4 separate regions of the Mus musculus genome follow, and all the other regions are linked to region 3. A link is a contact called in public promoter capture Hi-C data. All regions are on one chromosome and are shown on one strand. Each heading gives the region's core, a stretch centred on a gene start, on an enhancer-like site or on the middle of the called end of the contact. The rest is flanking DNA. Distances are from core to core; before and after follow the strand shown. Region 1 overlaps Gm40121 (a long non-coding RNA gene). Region 2 holds the start of Cyb561d1 (cytochrome b-561 domain containing 1). Region 3 holds the start of Gstm1 (glutathione S-transferase, mu 1). Region 4 holds the start of Sypl2 (synaptophysin-like 2).

Region 1 (2,700 bases), core at 46-2,545, 220 kb after region 3:
GTGTGTGACCAGACTCTCCACAAGGACACCCAAACCCCCTCATCAACAACTTTAGAGGAAAGATTTATCATAGCTCACAGTTTCACAGTCTGCAGTCCAGTCTGATTCTGTTGTTTCTGAGCTTGTGGTGAGACCCACCATTGTAGTGGCAGGAGCCATCTTTAGCATGGGGGACTACTACCCATAGTGAACAGGAAGCAGAGAGGGAAGAATGGAGTGGGGACCAAGCTAAGGCATGCCTTCTCAGAAGCCTTCTTTTCCCATTAGATCCCTCCTCCTAAAGTGCTCGGAACCTCCCAGAATACACCAGACCAAGCGCTCACCATATGAGCCTCAAGGAAATATTTCATTTTAAAGCCAAAACCCTCTGGTGAAATTTTAATTTTTTCTGTATTGCATTTTTTATGATAATATCGCCTCATACCTATACCCCAAAGGCCGTTTTCCCTTAATCTAGTTTAATAATTATCTACACATGTCTCACTCACACAATGGAGGATCTTACTATATTTCACATCTACACAACTAAACACTAAGCAAACACTAAAACAGTAATAGTGGTTAGTAGGAATTTGCTAATTTGAATATGTCCATCTTCTCGTAATTTTGAAACCGACATTGCCAGGAGCTTCTTACCATCGTGACGCATGGATCTTGAGTGAGCGCGCACTCTAACCTATGCTTGTCCTTCCACATTTATACTCTTTGCCGATTTTGGACATCTTGATGTCCAGATCTCTTACCAAACTGCAGGATTCTACAGACATAACATGGACCCTAGTTTCCCTTCTTGTCTGATGGAAGGTAGACATTTCTAGAAACAGCCACAACATGAGTCATAGTGTAAGTGCCTAGAGGTGCTGACAGGTGCATTTCAACCCAGGCAGGGAGCAGGCTTCATGGAGGAGGAGATATGTCAGCTACATCTGCCATTATCAAGCAGAGAGCTGGGGAGAGGGAGCTCATCTCCTTGGCAACCACAGGAAGGCTACAAGGGAGTGAGCTACTCCCATGTTTCCTGACAGCGATGAAAATAGGGCTTTGCATAGAGCCAGAGAGTCTGGCTTCCCAGTCTCTGGCTGGCTTCATAACATTGCAGCTCCTTCATCAGGAGGGCAAGAACTTCACATCTCTACTCTCTCCCCTCTCTCTCATCCCCCAGGGAGTAGAGCAGAGGGGCTATTCCCCAGCCTGTGCTGGCCACGCTGCAAGGCACACCCACAGGCTCCCATTCCTTCAGGCTTCCACGGGCTGCTGCCAAACTCCCGCTCCTGGAGTCAAAGGAATGTTGAGCAATCTTTGGAATTTTTTTTCTGCCAAGAAACAAGTACTTTCGAATTCCGAATTCCATTCAGGCCTCCTGAGCAGCCACATTGCAGGAGTCTGCAAAGCCCCGGCCTTCCTCAGCAAACCTGGAGGGGACTTTTCCCCATTTATATTCTTCTCCTGCTGGCAGGGGTGTAAGACTCCATAGCGATGAGGTCATGAGGCCCTGCCCCACTGCATCCACGGGTGGCTGAGCTGCCAGAACCTTGCTGTCCTGTCCCAGTGGCTCAGTGTGTTCAAGGGTAGGTAGGCTGGGGGAGGGTCAGGGTCAGGAGGGTTGAGGAGCAGCCCTCAGATTGCTAGAGTTCCAGCCTTAGGACATCTCACCCGCAGGCCTGCCCCTTACTTGTGATCCTATGTGGCCTAAGGACTCCAGTCCACAATATCCAGTTTCCTGGGTACTGCATGTGGGGAACCCACTTGGCATCTGGAAACTTTTAGAATTAATCAATGCCTTGCAAGTAGTTCTCAGCTCAAATGAAGCCCTTTGTGATGCCCACCACTAAGCCCAAGTTCTGCTGCTGTGTAGCCTTGTGGTATCCTAGGCTTCTCCTAAGCATTGCCTTGTTATTAATAACTGGTTGTGAACTTGCTTAATATGTTTTCCTCTTTGGGCCTTACTTTTAGACAGTGTTCTGGTTTTCTAGGTCCCTATTTCATTCACAACCGGACAGGTCGAAGACTGGTGAGATTGTTTAACATGGATGGTGTAAGAATCATGGGGGGGGGGGCATGAGGGGGGGTGGAGCGCTGGAGGGAACGCTTGATAGTTAAGAGCCTATGCTGCTCTTCCAAAGGATCCTAGTTCATTCCAAGCATCTAAGTCATGTGGTTCACAAATGTTGGAGTTTCAGTTCCAGAGGATCTGACACCCTCATCTACAGTGCACGTGTCACACACACACACACACACACACACACACACACACACACACACACACCAGACATACCAGACACACAGATACATACACATAAGTAAAAATGAATCTTATAAAATATCATGGTGCTGTCTGGCATATAAAGTGGAGGTTTCTGATCTAGTCTGGTCATATCGCAAGTCCCTAGCAAAAGTGAGCTTTGTGTATAGTGGTCATGTTAACCACCCCTTTGGCCCTTGTTTCTTTGTTATACTGGCTCTGGATAGGCCCTGATCCCAACTGTACAGCCTTCCATTTTTCTTAGGTTTGAGCAAAACTTGAAAGCTTCAAAGCCTATCACATCCATCATTCTATCCATACTTTAAGGCTAGAAGTACTGTTTCTATAGAAGAAACTACTGTCCCAAAGAAGTAGACCTCAAATGTATGGCACCAGATGGTAAATATTCTCTGCCCACAAAATGTGCCAATTCAAACCAAATTAAAGTATAAAGGCAG
Region 2 (2,700 bases), core at 130-2,629, 180 kb before region 3:
CCTGTTCTGTTGCTGCTAAGAAAATATAAAAACCAGAAACATAGAAAAGGATGGAAACTGATGTAGCCAAATGAGTGAGTGTCCTTACTCTCCGCAGCTCCAACCCGAGAGGCTGGGATGACAGGCAGTGTACACCCCAGCACACACACACTGCACACAGAAACCTGGAGCTGGCATCCCTGGGAATCTTCTCAGAGAGGATGATAAGGCATATGACGCTGAGTGAGCAGGCACCCCAGAGGCTTAAGAGCGACAACTATGGTTCCACTGGGAAAGAACTGAGAGGGAAGGGGTCTCACACCTGACGCCATCCTTGGGTTTTTGTCCTGAGGGTTTGTGGGAGTTAGCTTATGGCCCCTTTCTGGTTTTCTAGCTACTCTGGGCTTCCATCCCTCTACAAATGGCTGTTCTTGCCCTTCCCATGTCTTAAAACCAGCCTTAGTTCCTCAGCCATGCAGAGGTTGAGCTTGGCGATCACTGCTCTAGAAGTGCTGGACAGCTTTTTTTTTTTTTTTTTTTTTAATTATGGTGTCTGTGTGTGGGTATGCGCATGTGATGCCTGCGGAGGCGAGACGTGTGGGATCCCCCTGTAGCTAGTTACAGTCAGCTGTGAGCCCCCTGAGCAAGAGGAATATGCACTCTTAACCACAGAGCCATTTCCCTACCCACTGGACAGCTCATTCTGGTCTCTTCTGTGAGTTTGCCCTGAACGGAGTAAAGCTTCTCCCATATAGAACTCTTTAGGTTGGGTCATACCTTTTTGGAGGTAATAGTGTAGCAGAACTTGGGGTTGTGGAAAGCTCTGGTTCTACTGTGGCGGCAGCAAAGGCTGAAAGTGCCCCATGGATCTGGAATATTTTGAGGGGGCAGCGTGGGAGGGAGGGGATGGGGAGCAACTACGCCTGTAAGCAGGGATGATGAGATTGCTTCTTTTGGTTTTCATACCTGAAGTCATCAGATTAGATCACTAGGTTTTGGCTTTTCATTTATGTTAATACAGGGAGAAATCTTGTCTCTTGAACAAGCCAGAAATGTCTGAGAAGTAAGCAGTCCAGGGAATCCAGTACTTCTAGAAAGCTGCTCAGAACACTGGTTTCATGCTCTTGGGTCAGCGAATCAAGTGTGTGATTTGGGATTTCGCTGGTATCAGTTGCTACCGATGTAATTTTCGCAGACCTCTTGAGATACCCTTATAGACACAAAGATAGAATGAAGGTGGGTTGGGAGCTCGATTAGGTCAGTGGAGGTTTCCGGGAGCCGCCCTTTGGGGCCGAGGCGCTTCCCCCCCACTCTACAGAGGGCGCTGTGGGCACCTCCGCCACACGGCCCCGCAGCTTCCCCGGGGAGGAGCCTCTCCTGTAGCCGCCGCCGCCTCCGCGATAGCAAACCCGGAAGAAGCCTCTGGTAGCTGGATTGTGCCGGCCGGCCTGGCACTGCTATGCATTCCATGGAGGTAGGTCTGGTTCCCGCTCCAGCGAGGGAGCCGAGACTGACCCGCTGGCTGCGGAGAGGCAGTGGGATCTTGGCGCACCTGATAGCTTTGGGCTTCACCATCTTTCTGACTGTGCTGTCCCGGCCCGGAACCAGTGAGTGTGCGAGGCGAGGTGGGGCGGGGCCAAAGAAGGGGCGGAGCCTAGGCGCTGGAGGGGCCGCTTTGGGCGCACTGGGAGACTGGAAACCTGGACCCTCAGCTGAGGAGGGGCGGGTCCGGGAGTGGTTGTAAAAGCGTAGTAGGCGGGTTCCCGGAAGTCCAGGGAGGGTGGGGCTTGAAAAGACAGAACTGATACTTCCTTAGGAGGCCCTACATGGAAAAGCGTTAGAGGGTCCTGGGCAGGCTAAGGTACTCTAGGGACTGGGCTGCAGCAAGTGCAATCCCCAGGCCAAGGGGGTGTAAGGGCCCCTTGACTCCTCCCTTTGTGGTGAGCTCCTGATTCTTGTTTAGGTTTAAGATGATATGCTGACCTTGTGGCCCGGTCTTTGTCATTTACAAACCACGGGACAGTATCAGTGAAGCCCAGCCGTCAGCCTATTCTCTTTGATTCTTACTTAGGTCTTTTCTCCTGGCACCCTGTGTTCATGGCCTTGGCGGTGAGTTCGGATATTCTTAGATTAACTCTTGGGGAGACATTCAGTTTTTCAGCCTAAGGGTCAGAGAGATGGGTTTAAAGAGGGCTTCATCTTTCCCTAAAACCTATAGGATTGGGGAAAGTGGAGTAAAGTGTCAGGTGGCTGAGAAGGTCAGGGAAAGGGGGAACAGAAGATATTTCTCCTCTAGTGCCTAAAAGGAAGACGCAAGAAGGATGTTTATCAAGGCTTTGTCCTCAGAACTCAGTAGAAAGTTCTCAGTAGAATGTTTGCTGTTCTGTGGTCCAGAAAGGATGTGTGTGAGGCTGCAAGTCCTTAGCTTCCCCGTGTCCTTCTGAATGTGTGAGAAGACCTCCTTTTCCTTGCGCTCCATGTAGACTAGAGGCTCACTGGCCTTTCCTTATGATTACAGTTCTGTCTCTGCATGGCTGAAGCTATTCTACTCTTCTCACCTGAGCACTCCCTGTTCTTCTTCTGCTCTCGAAAAACCCGGATTCGACTCCACTGGGCAGGGCAGACCATGGCCATCCTCTGTGCTGTCCTAGGCTTGGGCTTCATCATTTCCAGCAAGATCCGAAGTGAGATGTCCCATTTGGTGTCCTGGCACAGCTGGAT
Region 3 (2,700 bases), core at 187-2,686:
CTGCAGATAGATTCTGTCCTCTGAAGGGCTCCAGGGCTCTGGCTCCCTTCCCAGGCCCTCTGAGTCCTTGTCCTAGACAGTATGGATTCCTTCTGCTTTCTTCCACTCCTCCTTCTCTACTTCCCACAGTGTGTGACAATCTGCTGAAGTGCCTCATTCATACTTGCAAAATATGTCCCTGTAGTTCCCACCAAACTGCTGCTAAAGCCCCAGTGACATGGTCACTTTTCGTGCATCCTCACCAAGACCTGCAGAACATGTGGTTTCTTTAATGTCCTAGGATGAGATGGCCTCTGCTTGCCCCCTGCAACCTCACTGCACAGCTCCTATGTGGGTGACATGATATGTTGCCTTCATACCCCGTAGTCCCAGTAAAGGATGATTTAATCCCAAAATGTACGTCCTGCAGAGCAACAGCCTTGGCCTTTGACTTGTAAACTCATTTTAGTCTCCCCTTCCATCAAGCCTCTTGGTTGTCTGCAAAAAAGAAAGTAAACAGGTAGGACAGTGTTCTTGGGAGGACATTGACCTTGTGAAGGTAATACTACAGGGCATATACTACTTGTGAAGGATATACTACTATATATCTCAGGGTAACCTGAAAGGTCATTTGAGCCACCCTGTCATATACAAACGCATGTCCGGAGCCTGGGCCAGGTCCTGCATTTAGGGACAGCTGAGGGTCTTGCTTTGGGCTCCCATGTGTACAGCATCCTGGTATCCCTTGAAAGCAAACTTCTTGGGTCACATGCTCTCCCTCTCTATGGCACAACCCAGCGTGGGCTCTTTTTCTCCCTTGTGCTCTGCTGGGTTTTGTCAGCTGACTGTTGTCCACAGCTGTGGCTTCCCTCAAACTTCCGGCCCCTCTGTGGTTGGTACTTGAATTTAGATTCATAAACACGGCCAAAATACAGATTAGTTTTTTAATAACTGATAACAGTTCTCAAACCCCCTAAAGGAAAATACGGAGCCCTGTTTATCTCTGCCTTGGGGTTGTTTCCATGTCACCGACTGTTCCTGTAACTTGAGGCTGTGTGCGCAAAAATCCGGTACCTGTCAGACTGACAGAGTTCTTTCCATGACGATAAGTGCTACATTAAACTCTCAGGTCGGGGGCTCTCGCCTTTTTGTCTTTAAGCTGAGAGTTGAGCCTCCCCAATGACAGATTCCCACAGTCTGGGTGTGAAAACCGAGCTCTGCAAAAGAAAGGAAGGCGGGAGAACACCCACCCAATGTTCTTTCGCTGTCTGGCCAGACTCCAGGCAAAGTGCTAGCTAGTCTAGGGAGCATCCAGCAGGCGGCGATGGCGGCAGTCGCTAAGAGGGTTTCGGGGGAAGCAGGAGAGCAGATTCTGTTTCAGCGTGTGCAAAACAGAATCCCGGGACAGAGGCCGCTAAGGATCTTAACCCCGCCTCTCCCGGAGAGGGTGTGGCCTCTGCCTTCCGCTTTAGGGTCTGCTGCTCTGGTTACAGACCTAGGAAGGGGAGTGCCTAATTGGGATTGGTGCAGGGTTGGGAGGGACCCGCTGTTTTGTCCTGCCCACGTTTCTCTAGTAGTCTGTATAAAGTCACAACTCCAAACACACAGGTCAGTCCTGCTGAAGCCAGTTTGAGAAGACCACAGCACCAGCACCATGCCTATGATACTGGGATACTGGAACGTCCGCGGAGTGAGAGAGGGGTCCACTTGGAGGGTGGGACTGGGATGTGAAGCAGAAAGTTCTTAAGAGCAGGAGCCCTTCCTACAGCGGGTACTCTTCAGCTCTCACTGGAATCTCCTGCCTGTAGCTCTCAGCGCTCAGTTTACGCACTTGGGTGGCTGTGTGTGTGTGCGTGCGCGCGCGCGTATGTGTGTGGTGTGCACATGCACGTGCGGGGTGACGGCGTTTGTGCAGTGTGGGAGGTCTCAACGGGTGAAGATGAAGTCATACAAAGAAGTCCCCACAATGTCTGACCTCTGTCTCTTCTGGTCATCTCTCCCAGCTGACACACCCGATCCGCATGCTCCTGGAATACACAGACTCAAGCTATGATGAGAAGAGATACACCATGGGTGACGGTAATGCCACCTTCCTGGTCAGACACCTGCTTCCCTCTTACCTATCAAACTATGCCTAGATTTCCCGTTATTTAGCCCTGCTGGTCTCCCTCTAGCTAAAGATAGAGGCTGCTGCTTCCAGAAACCTCTTTGAGAGTGCAGTTTGATTTTCCAATATAGATCATGGAGAATGGAGTTCCTTGGTCCATTTGTATTTATAATTCGACAGAATTCACTACTGGGGTCTTATTGGGTCCAGGCTGCCTTTATTATCAGTTGTTATTCAGACCCTTCTCCACATTGGAAAGTAACTCTCTGTAACAGGTTGCAGAGGCCCTGCCTTAGGGGTTCTTGCTACTGGTCGATAATCTGTAGAAGGGTGGGACAGTGGGGTAATGCCTTTTCACATCTTCTTGTTTACAGCTCCCGACTTTGACAGAAGCCAGTGGCTGAATGAGAAGTTCAAGCTGGGCCTGGACTTTCCCAATGTAGGTGCAGGGGAGGAGAGGTTTGGGGAAGACACGGTGATCTCACCTCATCTCCTGGCCTGGCTGAGGGTTTAGGATCAGTGTTTCTGCTCTCCTGCTCCATCCCTGCTGGCTGCACAGTGTTCTGTGATGGGCTGTGCCCCAGCTCTCTCATTCAGTGCACACTGTGCCCATG
Region 4 (2,700 bases), core at 28-2,527, 210 kb before region 3:
TGAGGCGTGTATGTGCATCTGATGTGTAAGCCTGGTGTCCAGGGGCCAAATGGGGCCATGAATAGCCTAGAAGTGGAATTGCAGATGTGTGTGAGGTGCCATGTGAGTTCCAGGAGCCAAACCATGGTTTTCTGAGAAAGCAATGTTCCTAACTGCTGAACCATTTCTCCTGTCCCCATGATTTATTACGGGCATATCTGTGGACTCAGCAATTCCTTATTTAGCCCAAATTTGCATGTAATTCCATGGCAGAAGTTTCCTTCAACTCCAGCCTTAGCTGGTTGCCTCCCCACACACTCATGGCCAGGTTTGGGAAGACATTTATCCAATGGCTGGATTGTATAAATAACAGCAGAACATTTAATCAAAAAGCATTGGTTTTGAAATGCTGGAAGCATAGTGGCAGATCATCAAAGAAATGACTTTGATGGACGAGAGTTAAGAGCAAAGAAGGAAGGCTGGTTTCCTCCTGGGCCCGCCCATTGGCTCATTCAGCTTCTTTGGGTAAATGAAGTCATCTTTAACTACCTAGATTTCCACTCCTTGTAAACCTAATGTGTAATACTAGCAACTGCTCACTTCCGGCTACCGCAGAACACTTTTCGAAAATTAGGCCCATTCAAAGTCAATCAAACTGCAACTCTGCCTAGTTTTCAATACAAACGCTAATCTCCACTCCCACGGCTCCTCCGAGACTTCATTCTCATTTAAATAGTGTTGGCGGTTAAAAGGAGATCGAATTCTTACTTTTTAAAGTTTGATAACTTTAAAACTCATTAACATCCAAACGCTGTTTGTTGTTAAAAAGTAAGACCGTGTCTGATGCGAAGTAAAAGTTCAGTTCTTTGTTCTGGCTGGTGGAGCGCCGTTGTTACAGCAGCAGAAGCACTAAGAATGCCTTAGGTAAATCTTGTGTGCTCTAGTCACTACGGTATTTGTAGAAGAAAACCCTTCCACAGAACCCAGGAAAATCGGGAAAGCTGCACTAGAGCCCACGCATCCCGTGTAGGTTCCTGACCTTGGCCGTGGCGTTGAAGCAGCTGGGCTGTTCTAGTGGGGACCCATCCTGGAAGCTTCTGGCAAAAACCCCGGAGCCTTCTGGCAGCCCGACGGCTAGCAGGCTCCACAGGTCCCTTTAAGGCGCCCTACGCGCGGAAAAAGGGGAGAGCAAGGGGCGGGAGCAGGGTTCGCGATCGCACGCCACGTGACTCGGCTGCCAAGTCCGCCAGATTGTTTGACAGAAGTTTGAATCGGACTCGGGGGTTTTCTGCAGCCGGCGGGGCAGCGCGGCGGACAGAGCCTCCGAGAGCGCGAGCAGCAGCGCCCCCACGACCCAGCCCGCCAGCCTGGAGCCCGGCCTGCCCACGGCCTCGAGCCCGCCGCCCCCAGCGCCCCCGCGCCCCACGCAGCCTCCCGGCCAGGGAGTCGAACCCTTGCACTGCGCCCCGACGCGCCAGCATGTCCTCGACGGAGAGCCCCGGCCGCACCTCGGACAAGTCTCCGCGCCAGCAGGTAAGCCCCGAGTACCCGGCCTGTGGACTCTCGCTAGTCCCTGTCTACCTAGATGTCCCGAATGTGTCTGATTCCGTCTCTCCCGCCCCCGCAATGTGAATAGAAAGCCCCACGCTTTCCCTCCGGGCCGGCCCGCCTTGACCGTCTGCTGGCTTTGTCTCCGCAGGTGGACCGCCTGCTCCTGGGGCTGCGCTGGCAGCGCCTGGAGGAGCCGCTGGGCTTCATCAAAGTTCTCCAGTGGGTGAGTCGGCCCTAACCCCGGGCTATTTCGGGAGCCTGGATTGTGACGCGGACCCGAAGCAATGTGGCCCCGGAGGAGGCTGGGGAGATGCAGCGGGCCCAGCCACCGCGGAAGGGTGGGGGGTGGCGACAGGTGGGCGGGGGAGGGGAGAACCAGGGTTGCTGCTCCAGCGCTCGGTGGAAGGAGGGAGAGGAGCCCGGCATGCGGAGTCCCGGATTCGGACCTTCTATGTGCAAGGCGCCTTTGCCCAGGGCGCTCACATTTCACTCGGACGAGAAGACCCGGGTGTAACCTTTCCAGAACTCTGATCCTGCACATACCACTCTTCAGTGGCGGGAGGGGTGAGGAGGACAAGGAGGGTAAGGTCCACTTTGCAGTGAGAACAACGCTACTACTAAAGGCACCAGGAAAGGAAATGGGTTACAGAAACCATCCTGCCTGGAACCTTCTAGGACCTGGATGATCCCTGGGGTGGACTCAGGAGACAGACTACCAGCTGAAGTCACTGGAGCAATTTGGGAAACTGTAACCGAGTAAAGAAATGGATGGATGAATGAACAGTTTCCCAATCCAATGATTACATAAAAAAACCAATTAAGACAGAAGAAAATGTGACAGCTGGCATAACAGAACATTGAGCCGGGAAGGAGGGATGGTAGGTTGCAGGCCTAGAGCTACCTGTCTCAGCTCTATGACCTTGGACAAGTCACTTCTCTGGACACTAGTTTCCAACATTAGTCAAACATGGATCAAATGCCTGTCAGCATTCTAGAGTATAGCTCAATATTAGATTTACCCTGTGACCTTGAAACATTCACCGGCCCATGGCCTCAGTTTCCCCTTCTCTGGTCTAGTGGGAATACTGGCTTGTTTCACTGGTCCTTGAGATGCAGCCAGCATTTCAAATCATAAAGATTTGGGGAACATTTTGTGCATTCTTGCAGAAA

Evidence for each region. Promoter capture Hi-C pulls out the DNA fragments that hold promoters and counts their contacts. Capture Hi-C pulls out chosen DNA fragments and counts their contacts.
Region 1: a contact with region 3 is called in a promoter capture Hi-C map of neural stem cells. The contact joins the enhancer-like site here to the promoter of Gstm1 in region 3. A contact is called at or near these places in 1 of 39 promoter capture datasets (neural stem cells), 2 of 484 Hi-C or Micro-C datasets (the HL-1 cell line and liver), 2 of 115 datasets of contacts at active chromatin or transcription factors (microglia and pancreatic cancer cells) and 1 of 9 other capture datasets (pancreatic islet).
Region 2: a promoter capture Hi-C map of adipose tissue shows a contact between it and region 3. The contact joins the promoter of Cyb561d1 here to the promoter of Gstm1 in region 3. A contact is called at or near these places in 4 of 39 promoter capture datasets (the 3T3-L1 cell line, hippocampal neurons, liver and 1 more), 1 of 484 Hi-C or Micro-C datasets (embryonic stem cells), 3 of 115 datasets of contacts at active chromatin or transcription factors (bone marrow-derived macrophages, memory CD8 T cells and pancreatic cancer cells) and 3 of 9 other capture datasets (adipose tissue, liver and pancreatic islet).
Region 4: a contact with region 3 is called in a promoter capture Hi-C map of liver. The contact joins the promoter of Sypl2 here to the promoter of Gstm1 in region 3. A contact is called at or near these places in 1 of 39 promoter capture datasets (neural stem cells), 2 of 115 datasets of contacts at active chromatin or transcription factors (large pre-B cells and memory CD8 T cells) and 3 of 9 other capture datasets (adipose tissue, liver and macrophages).

What each region holds. Positions count from the first base shown.
Region 1 is chr3:107,792,261-107,794,960 of GRCm38.p6, reverse strand. All of the region lies in intron 2 of Gm40121 (a long non-coding RNA gene), which reads right to left. Among named protein-coding and RNA genes, the nearest start is that of Csf1, 33 kb to the right of the region's middle. Within about 2 kb of position 1,295, at least 178 of the 459 cell types and tissues checked have an H3K27ac peak or open chromatin away from gene starts, as enhancers often do. A contact at or near this core is called in the HL-1 cell line, liver and neural stem cells, where this site is marked.
Region 2 is chr3:108,199,513-108,202,212 of GRCm38.p6, reverse strand. It overlaps Cyb561d1 (cytochrome b-561 domain containing 1), which reads left to right and starts at 1,379. Exons shown (of 3, transcript NM_001081320.2): 1 at 1,379-1,586; 2 at 2,051-2,088; 3 at 2,498-2,700. The coding sequence starts at 1,439.
Region 3 is chr3:108,016,709-108,019,408 of GRCm38.p6, reverse strand. Gstm1 (glutathione S-transferase, mu 1) reads left to right here and starts at 1,436. Exons shown (of 8, transcript NM_010358.5): 1 at 1,436-1,669; 2 at 1,983-2,058; 3 at 2,461-2,525. The coding sequence starts at 1,634.
Region 4 is chr3:108,225,176-108,227,875 of GRCm38.p6, reverse strand. It overlaps Sypl2 (synaptophysin-like 2), which reads left to right and starts at 1,277. Exons shown (of 6, transcript NM_008596.1): 1 at 1,277-1,512; 2 at 1,679-1,753. The coding sequence starts at 1,459.